Linked DNA regions of Zea mays: all the other regions are linked to region 2. The links are chromatin contacts, called in public Hi-C maps. All regions are on one chromosome and are shown on one strand. The core of a region is the stretch at or near the end of the contact, and the rest is flanking DNA. Distances in the headings are between cores, read along the strand shown.

The links. A called contact is a pair of places that touch in the nucleus more often than the background predicts.
Region 1: a contact with region 2 is called in a Hi-C map of leaf, with 4 times the contacts expected there. The contact joins the promoter of LOC100279064 here to the promoter of LOC100382910 in region 2. A contact is called at or near these places in 3 of 25 Hi-C or Micro-C datasets (ear, leaf and tassel).
Region 3: a contact with region 2 is called in a Hi-C map of tassel, with 1.8 times the contacts expected there. The contact joins the promoter of LOC100273482 here to the promoter of LOC100382910 in region 2. A contact is called at or near these places in 4 of 25 Hi-C or Micro-C datasets (ear, leaf and tassel).

The regions. Positions count from the first base shown.
Region 1 is chr3:184,418,380-184,421,286 of Zm-B73-REFERENCE-NAM-5.0, reverse strand. It overlaps LOC100279064, which reads right to left and starts at 1,600. Exons shown (of 3, transcript NM_001350275.1): 1 at 1,281-1,600; 2 at 991-1,117; 3 at 15-384. The coding sequence starts at 1,556. The coding sequence ends at 98.
Region 2 is chr3:184,274,902-184,278,238 of Zm-B73-REFERENCE-NAM-5.0, reverse strand. It overlaps LOC100382910 (Phosphatidylinositol:ceramide inositolphosphotransferase 1), which reads left to right and starts at 1,839. Exons shown (of 12, transcript NM_001175598.1): 1 at 1,839-2,200; 2 at 2,284-2,373. The coding sequence starts at 2,174. It also overlaps the pseudogene LOC109945161.
Region 3 is chr3:184,487,747-184,491,078 of Zm-B73-REFERENCE-NAM-5.0, reverse strand. LOC100273482 reads left to right here and starts at 1,608. Exons shown (of 6, transcript NM_001320079.1): 1 at 1,608-1,857; 2 at 2,237-2,315; 3 at 2,716-2,885; 4 at 3,009-3,063; 5 at 3,162-3,210. The coding sequence starts at 1,711. The coding sequence ends at 3,178.

The sequences.
Region 1 (2,907 bases), core at 351-2,850, 140 kb before region 2:
ATTCCAATTTTTTACAGCAACAATTTGAAATTCATAGAGTGACTAGTGCAAATATGTGCATCTTTTACAACGTGTTTGGTTGTAGGGTTGAGTACGTTCAGCATACACTCGTCATACTTGTCTGGCGAAATTGGAGGAACCGACCCAACCTGCAGATTTGGTATGTTGCTGAACGTGTTTGTGACGGACGAGTTGGCTCCACTACGTTAACCAAACAGTTCCAGCAGCTTCGGTGTTTGAATCGGATTATTTCAGACCGGTCATCTTGCAAACCAAACACGCTATTAGTGTTCTGATATCTGTTCCTATCTAATCGCATATAGCACTCCCCATAACTAAGAAGGAAACCAGCTATCAGTAGCAGTACTTCATGAGCTTGCAGATCTGTAGGCAGAAAAGAGGGGAAGAAAACTTAGACCAGAAGCAGAATCATCCTTTGTTAATGGTTTAGTCATGCTGTCCAGTGACATTCTCCTGTAGTGTAGTGATACAAGCTGGGCAGTTTATCTGCCAGCCTTTCACTTCACACTAAAAAAAAAGAGTCCAGTTGCAACTAGAGAAAGTAAGGTGCTAACAGCTGAAACTGAAAGTAAGGTGCAACAATAGATCGGATTTATTGTTTGGGTTGTTTGGGTTTGCCTAGGTTAATTGCAGATTCATATTTCTGGAAATTAGAGGCCAGCCACTACTTTTGACTTGACGACAGTCACAGGGCATGATGCATCAGACAGCACATAAATTCGTCCAGCAGAGTAAAAACAATAAGGAAAAGCTAGATATATGCAGGTGATACGCATGCTGTATCATTTCGTCGGCACACTGGAAGTTCGAGCCGTATATGACTGGACTGCGTTTCGTGTCCGATGATGGATCATGAGCGACGCTTTGCGTGTGGTGATTCTCAGAACGTCGAGCATGTCGCGAGCCTTGAATGGTTGTTTTGTTTCAGGGAGAACTGCTAATGCTGTTGCTACAGCGGGCGTACCTTACCTTTGGATCTGGCCGAGGCCACGGCTAGCCATGACGAGCGACTCGAGATGGAGCTCCTCCCGTCCTCCGTCGCGTCGCACACCTTCTCCCTCTGGTCACCCCAGCACACGTTGATCGCCACGCACAGCTGTATGCGTCCAGCATGGTGCGTCCAGCATGGTGCGTGCAGCACAAACGCGGCATCAGTATTACCATCTAGACGCAGCTTGCCTTGCATCGAACAGCAACAGAACAGCACCGCCGATGATGAACAAGGCATGGTGAACCGGTGGCGCCGATAAGAAGCGCACCTCTTTCTGCCGGGCCACGGCGTTGAGCATGTAGAACACCTCGGGATCGGACGCCCATGACAGCTTAGCGATCCGGTGCGGGACCAGACGACGTTCTTCGCCTCCTCGCGGCCGTGGCCGTGGTGCCGGCTGCCGGATATGGAGGTGCACGAGCGGGTCGCCGTTGCGGACGGTCCAATTCCTCCTAATCGCGGTCTCGTCGTCCGCTAGATTTCCGTTCGCTTTCACTCCGGTTTGCTTTGGCATCGATCTCCCGTGACAAGCTTGTGGTTTCATGGGTTGCGTGCGCCCGGCCGCTGCTCGCCACTTGCCCTTGTGATGAGCGAGACGAGAGACGCGCGGCGCTGTCACCGTGTCACGACTAGTGCTGCAACTTGGGCCGTGCCGTGCCGGCCCGGCACGAGCCCGTCGTGCTTCGAGCCTCAGTTAGTCGGGCCTAGCAAGCACGAAATAAAATTGGGTCGTGCCTTACCGGGCCTAGTGAGTAAAAATAAGGCCCAGCACGGCCCTAAAACACGACGGGCTTCCGTCGGGCCGTGCTGGCCCAGGCACGGCACGTATCGGCCTCTGCATCTCGGTCGCCGTCGGGCTGCTGCGTCTTTGGCCTTCCCCTCCTTTTTCTCTACTGCTTTCGCTCGCTTTTGAGCTGTGCGCGCCTCTGCCTGTCTGGCCAGTGGCCACAGCCAACCACATGCACGCAAGGACGCCACGCCGCAGGCTTTTGCATGCCCCCGGCCCCCGCGCGTGGAAATTCAAATGCGCTGAGACAGAAAAGATCCTGTTTTAGAGACAGAAAAGTTTGGGCCGCGCGTGGAAATCGGCCTTTTGCATCCTCCCTGTAGCACGCCGCTGCTGGGACAGAGCATAATCGAGCGCAGGAGGGATAGAGCGCAGTGCCGGGCTGGCCAATAAAAATCGTGCCGGGCTGGCCCGAGCACAGCCCACGAAGGCGTGCCGGGCTACTTGGGCCGTAGGGCCACAAGCCGAAGCACGGCCCGGTCCGTCTAACGTGCCGTGCTAGCCCGTTTTTTTCTAATTCGTGCTGGGCCGGGCTACGTGCCTTATATTTCGTGTCGGGCTCGTGCTGGCCCAGTAAGCACGACCCAAACTTGCAGAACTAGTCACGACGAGTGGCGCGCGATCGAACGCCTACTGGCGGACTGGCTTGTCCAGTTGTCCTGCCGGCTGCCGCGCCGCGCACAGGCAAATCAAGGACGAAGGGTGGGTTACTGGGTTCGCGTCGCGTCCACGGCCACGTGCACTTCGATTGGGCCCGGCCCATAGGCCTTAATGGCCCAAGAGCCGCTTCGGCATGTTTGTAAGTGTTGAGAACTACGTTACCACGGATCACCGGATTCGCTCCCTTCCCTCCCGTCAGCAGTAGAGGCGCGAGAAGTTATGGAAGACCCGTCTCCCTTCCCATAAGCACGACAGAGGAACACAAAAGACACATGATATAGGGTTGGGCCTCTGGCCTCTTTCTGATCTCTCTATCTTATGAGGTGGTGTACAAATTCCTTATATAGAGATGTGAGGCCCCTCAGAGGCAAAGCAGGTATTTGTCCACATAACCCTAACTAGGGTTACTTAACACTCCCCCTTGGACGAATACCATGACCAACACATG
Region 2 (3,337 bases), core at 590-3,089:
GGCCGCAAGCGAAAGTTTCCCTGGCTAGTTCCCTCCCCACTTCCCCAGTCCCCCACCGCTGTCGCCGGCCGCGCACACGCACGACGCTGTCGCCCTTTGCTCCCGTCGCTCACGCCGTCGCCATGTGTGGGCTGCGAGCCATGCACCGCCAAATCAGTGCCGGCACACATGGGCGCGTCACGCCCGTATTAAACACTCCTACTCCTACTACTACGTGAGTAGATGCGCCGGCGAGTTGTTGGGCATGGCCGGGGCCCGGGGGCGGGCGCGGGCTACAGGAGCGTAGCATCATCATCGCGTCGTCACACACACCCTCGCATGTGGCTCGTCACACCCTCGCATGTGCCTCGGTTTTCTTCCTCGGAAGCATAATTGCCTGGTCAACACCAACTTCCGATGAATGTTCCGTGTTTTGACTTTTGAACAGTCGTGTCGACGGATTCACGGTTTTTTTTTTCTCCGAGCAAGAATGGCCTTGTGCATCACCACAGCGTAGTGGACGGCTGCGTTCCGCGGATAAAACGTGTGCCTGCAAACTGGCCCTGGACAAAGGCTTTCTAGGTGACGTTAATGAGCTTTTTCAAAGCTTATATTCACTTGTAGAAGGATATTGTTTACTCCGTATATATCTATAGTTTTCAGCTCGAACTAGAGACGTAGAGGAGAAGAAATCACATTTCGCCTTGCAAAGTCCGAACTGACAACATTTCTGCGGGCTTTCCGTGGTACCGTGCGGCCGTACACTTTGATTAGTGCATTGGATCATTGGATGGATGAAGATTGACTAAACACCATCATGTGTAACGGGAGTTTGTCCCACACCGTAGAAGTCACCTACCACCAAGCAAAGACAATATAGTATTCGAGTGTCGAAATATATATACAAGGTTAGTTTGAGATTTTCATTTTTCCAAGAAAGTTAGTTTATTTTCTCTTAGAAAAATATAAATCCTTTGGAAAAATGAAGTTAGCACTAAAGAAGTAAAAGCACATCTGCTCGTATGCTAAAACTCTCAAAATACGACATAAAAACTACTCTATTTAATTTAGATTCATAAGGCATAGCTTTTAATAAGAATAAGAATATAATCAACACGAGCAACAAAAATCTCTCGTGTATACTAATGTAAACTAAACAAACAGGTAAGGAACACAAAATTCTGGTGAATGACTGTTTCTCTGGATGAGTGGAATGATCAGAGACTAGACGAATGCAATGGACCAAATGGTGCGCGTTGATCAAAGCTCGGTCTGAACATCTGAAATTCGTTTTTAGCTCGGGAGAAAAGCAACATGTCTACATGGTCACATCTTTTTTTTTCTTTTTCTTTCCGAGCTGTACATGTCAACATCTAGTGTTCTGTAAGGCCGCGGGTCCCCAACATGTACGCTGTCGACGCTGGGCACCGTACATCTACCTTTCCCCGAATCTCTGGCCCAACCTATACCGAATTAATTAGCAAAGCACAGACACCAATTGCAATTTTGTTGCTCTCATCAGTCATGATGGAGACTGGATGAAGAACACGATCTGCCGAACAAAAAGGGGAGGGATCATGGATCAGCCAACGCGACGCGGCATGCCAGATGCATAAAAAGGGCAGTGATGGGCGCACATGGAGGCCAGGCCACAGCCCGGCAGATCGCCCAGTCCACCGGCTCCTGCAGGCTGCAGTCCTGCTCCTCCCCTACCCTCGGAATCAACGCGAGAGCAACCGCCCCTATCGAACTGGCCGGCTGACTAGGAGCGAGCCCACTGCTTTTTTACGAAAACGCCCACACCCCCGGCTCCTTTTCTCCCGAACGGCCGAACCCGAACCCACCCTCACTCTCCGATTCAAACCGTCGCCGCCGTCGCCGAGAGAGTTGTGACTCCCCCAGCGGCGGCCTGCGACCACCCGTTCCCCAGTCGTCTCTTCTCTCCAGACCGCATTTGCGCCCGTCCCGTCCCCTCCCCTCTCCCTCGGCGAGGTCCGAGAGCAGAGCTGCCTCGGGAGGGTCGTAGTCCAGTCCACCCGTCCGCTGCGGCGGCGGTTACGAGGCGGGGAATTCCGGCGCGGGTTGCCGCGATCCCCGCAGTGATGTGCGGATCGGGTCATGGGTGTGACCCAGCCGGGAAGTAGTGGAGGCTGCTGGAGGACTAGGGCCGGGACTGGGAGCTGCGGCCACGACGATGTACGTCGCCCGGGAGTCTACCAAGGTCTCGATTCGCTGCGCTCGTCCCCGGATGCTTGCTGGGTATCGCTCGCGGAGTTTTTCTGATCAGTGTATGCCTCTGCACAGCTGTGGAGGAGGGTGTGCGCGGAGACGACAGCGGAGCTGCAGCTTCTGTTCGAGAAGTGGCAATTGCTCCTTGCAGGGTTGGTGTTTCAGGTGAGCTTCCCGATCGATCTCGTTTGCTTTGTGGCTCCTGCGTGCATAACCTTGTGATGTTATTTAGCGCTTCTGTTTACCGGGTGGCGACACTTTTTGACTTGCAGATGGCTCAGACCCCTGTGTCTTTTTAATTTTTTTCAGTTGGCTGTCTTATTAAACTTAGTGCTTAATTTGGGGGCTGTCTCCAATCTAACCACGATTACTCTCCAGGGTGTGGTCAATTGAAACGGGAATACCTCTCTTCAGTTTATGCTAAGCTTAGCGATTGAATAAACGTTTTCTCGAGGTCATTAAGTGCTTCTTAATTTGTAGGCATGTCGGGTTGTTGTTGACAAGGGTTGAGGGTGTATATCCTGTGAAATAGGTTCTGTGATGTGCCATTTGTGTATGCATTGATCTTCTGATATAACCATGTCTTTTCGAGATGCATTATTTTTACTATGCACCTAGATATATGCTATGTGTAAATATATAGTAAAATCAATTTGTCTAGAAAAGCCAAACCGTCGTATAATTTTGAACGGATGGAGTATTTTGCATTATGTGCACGATATTTGAGAATTCACATGGGTGGTACAAGCATGGGGCTAGCTCTTTATCCGAATCTTATTCAGCTAAAAAACAATTTATCATGATACATTTTGTCTTGTGGACTGTGACCTATGCCTTATCTCATAGTTCAATTCATGGATATGTTATTGATCCCTGGAAATACTTTGTAACTTGATTTTTATATTTCTCTAGTTTTTTTTTAAAACTCTATTCGTGTCTTCAAAATACATGTGAAGAAATGTAATGCACATAACTACCTTTCTACCCAATGGCGAAGCTAGAGCATATTTGAGAAGGGCACACTTGCCTTTATGGGTGCATAAAGATTTGTTTTAGGGGTGCATATATGGTATTTTGTTTAACTAAATCTATAGACTTTGCATTTTTTGGGGGGTGACCCTAAGCATAG
Region 3 (3,332 bases), core at 359-2,858, 210 kb before region 2:
ATGTCAGTGCAACCCACCGCTTAAACCATCATCGGTGACTTGTCATCCCTGCATGACACCTAGCCATCCCACCGCTTGACCCTCGCCACTATGTCCTTGTTATCAATATCAAATCTTGCCTTCCTTCTGCCCACCTATGCTTACCAGTTACCTGCCTTGCATGCAATGGATATGCTACCACCCCCATTTTCAACTCTTATTATTGATGAACCTCTTTACACTCAAGGTTGACATGTTGCTTCCTTTTTTCCTTTATTGCTTATGCCTCTAGTCTCTTCCACCTTAAGATGTGCCCTAGTTTTTTAACATATGTTTAACTCTATTGTATCAATTCACTAGCAAAATTTGTTTTCCCCTTTTTTCTCACTTTGGCTTACAATGCCCATAAGGATGTAGTTTGCCTCTATTGTGCCATTGCTATTCCTCTCTTTGTATCCATTTTATGCCCATATTGTATTGTGAACCTGACAATATCCAATGGGTGTGTGCTTCAATAAGAACAACATCCCACCAGTGGACACACATCAATATCATGCATCCTAGCATGACACCTTGCCACCCTGCCATCCAACCATCGTACATAGTCAAGCTCTTTGATCGTGGTTGACGTGACACATCTATCCTTTGTCCTTGTTTTCCTCTACCACCAAATGGTTGTCGTGGCACTAACCTTCCCCTTCATGTCTATATCTACCATCGACCAACCATTTTTGTTTCTATGCTTGGTCAACGTGCCACCACATTATCTCTATAGTTTACTTTTGTTGCTACACCACCTGCCTAATCGGCGTGCCACCATGTATGGTTGTTTGTCCACATTTGTCGTACCTGCTCATCACTGAAGTGTAACTGTCCACTTCGACCCTTGTGACTATGCATCGTCTTACTAACAAGATATAATATTGATAATACTTTACTGCATTCATGCATATCTTGATTGATGCCATATCTCTGCGACACTGCCTCTTTATGTCCCTGCCTTTACGCCACCTTGCATCACACACTATTCTTACTTCAAGAACAAGACATACAATGTTAAAAAGAATCATCCCTCTATTTCAAATTATAAGATGTTTTGTTGTTTCTAGATTCAGTCTTTGTCGTGTTTTTAGATATATACTATGTATAAATACGTAATAAATACAATGTGTCCATGAAAGACAAAATCTCTTATAATTTAAATCAGAGTACTTTATTACATACGTGCATCAACTAATTGCCACCATATGATTGCCCCTAAAGTAATTTTGCCTTTATTTGTTTAAGCCTCTCCATGCAATCTTGCATATATTCGAACACTTAAAAGTTAATTCTTGCTTCCCTGCCACGTACTATGAAACTTGAGGCAGCATCACTAGGTTTACTGCCCCAACTACTCCAATAGTTGTTGGAAGATAGGATATATACCTTCATACATGCAGGAGACACACATATGGCTGGCTGCCTATGCATTAAATAAAGGTTTTCCTATGGGCACACAGTAATGGGCAAGCACATCTACGTTTTTCCATACAAGTCCTTCTAGATCAACGAAACCGCATACCGAAGTCCCCAGCCCGGGCCTTTAAATGCGGGGTCACGCATGGAGGCCGGAGCACAGAGCGCCACGAGGCGAGCAGTCGAGTGTTCCCTAGAGTCCCCGTTCCTCCGCCGCCGCCTGCAACCGCTTCACGTGCCCTGATCCATCGCAGGTCCCCTTTCTGACCCCAAATGGAGCCGAAGAAGTCCTCTGCTCAGCACCAGCCCCACGCCATGGAACCCAAGAAGTCCTCTCCACGCGGCGCCGGGGCCGTCGCCGCCACCGCCACTGAAGCCGAGTCCCCGTTGAGCAGCTTGTTCTACCCGCCGGCGCCCGCGGTACGTTTCTTGACGCCCCTCTCATGTTCGATGCTATGTCTCGTTGTGAGGCTCGAGCTCGACGTGGAATTTTTTTCTTTGACTTTATTGTTTACGATGATGCAGATGGGTTTCTTCGCGTACAGGCGCGTTCCTAGTTGTATACCATAGTTTTCCCTTTTCCATTTTTGTTAAGTTTGGTGTGTTTCGAATGTGGATACGCTCCTTTTTCATAAGTATGTGCTATTATCGTAGAGTAGCGTTTCTAAACACGATTATAGAGGATTATTTTAGAGTGATGGTGATATGAAATCCCTAAAAAGGTTTATTTCAAAACATTTCTTTGTTGTTGGTATATATTAGTGAAAATCTTTCTTCTTTTTTCCCTTTCGTTTTCAAGGCAAATGGGAAAGATCAGGAGTTGTACAGCATTATTTACAAAGGGCAGAGCGGGAGCGCACAAGCTGGCGCGACAGGTAGTTGTGGAATTACCCTGTTCCGTCTTATTACTGTGTTATCCTATATGCTATTAGGAGGAACTGTTGTGCTAATAAAACCGAAGAGCCTTTGTATCAAGAGAATAATTACATTCCCAGAGTTTTTGTTTTAAATTACACTCCCAGATGAATCTTGGGAATCATGTAGGATATAGTTGCCATTTGTTTAGATGATAGATACAGCGTGGGTATTGTTTTGTCGACTCATAAATACTTTTGACCTCCAACTCTTAGTCTCCATGACTTTGGATTGTTTATTATCTGGGGTGATCATTTTACTTGGTTAGTTTAGAAGCATTGAGGGTATGATACAGCTGAAAATTAACTGAACACTGATTTAATATTTTGATCTCAACTGAACAAAGATTAATTTGATGTCCAGATGGTAAACCGCAATGGGCTCCTTCCAAAAGTCATACCGCGTACGCAAAGGACGGTAAACATTCACCACCTTATGATACGTCATGTTTTGGGTCATCTGTGCATTATGGTGGTCGAGATTATTTCTACGGCAGCTCTACAACCAAGAAAGCGACAGAATCCTCCACTGACGTAAGAATTACTGAACCTAGAAATAGAACTCTTGTAATTTGTAGTTCAAAGTTTTTTAGATCATCATGAATTTACTCTACACTCCTGCAAGGTTTTGAATTTAACGTGTGTGTGTGTTTTCAGTACAAAGGGGACAAGAAAGATCCAGTCGCAGATTCTCATGGCGACTGGTGGCAAGGTATATCATTATTTTAATATTGAAACAGATACCGTAACTATCTGTTCAAGCTTCTGATCGTTAACTCTGCATTTTTTTTTATTTTGTGGGGCTCACAGGCTCATTTTATTACTAAGAGAACCTGGTGGCCTCTCCTTGGAGAACAAGGTAAACAGGAGGATCCTATTACTGTTAAAAGCTACCAAGTTTGTTGCTGTACTGTGCCTGTGCATATGCTGTCCATCTCACATTTTTGTACTAGAGAATCCTTTTCAAATTCCATATTAATA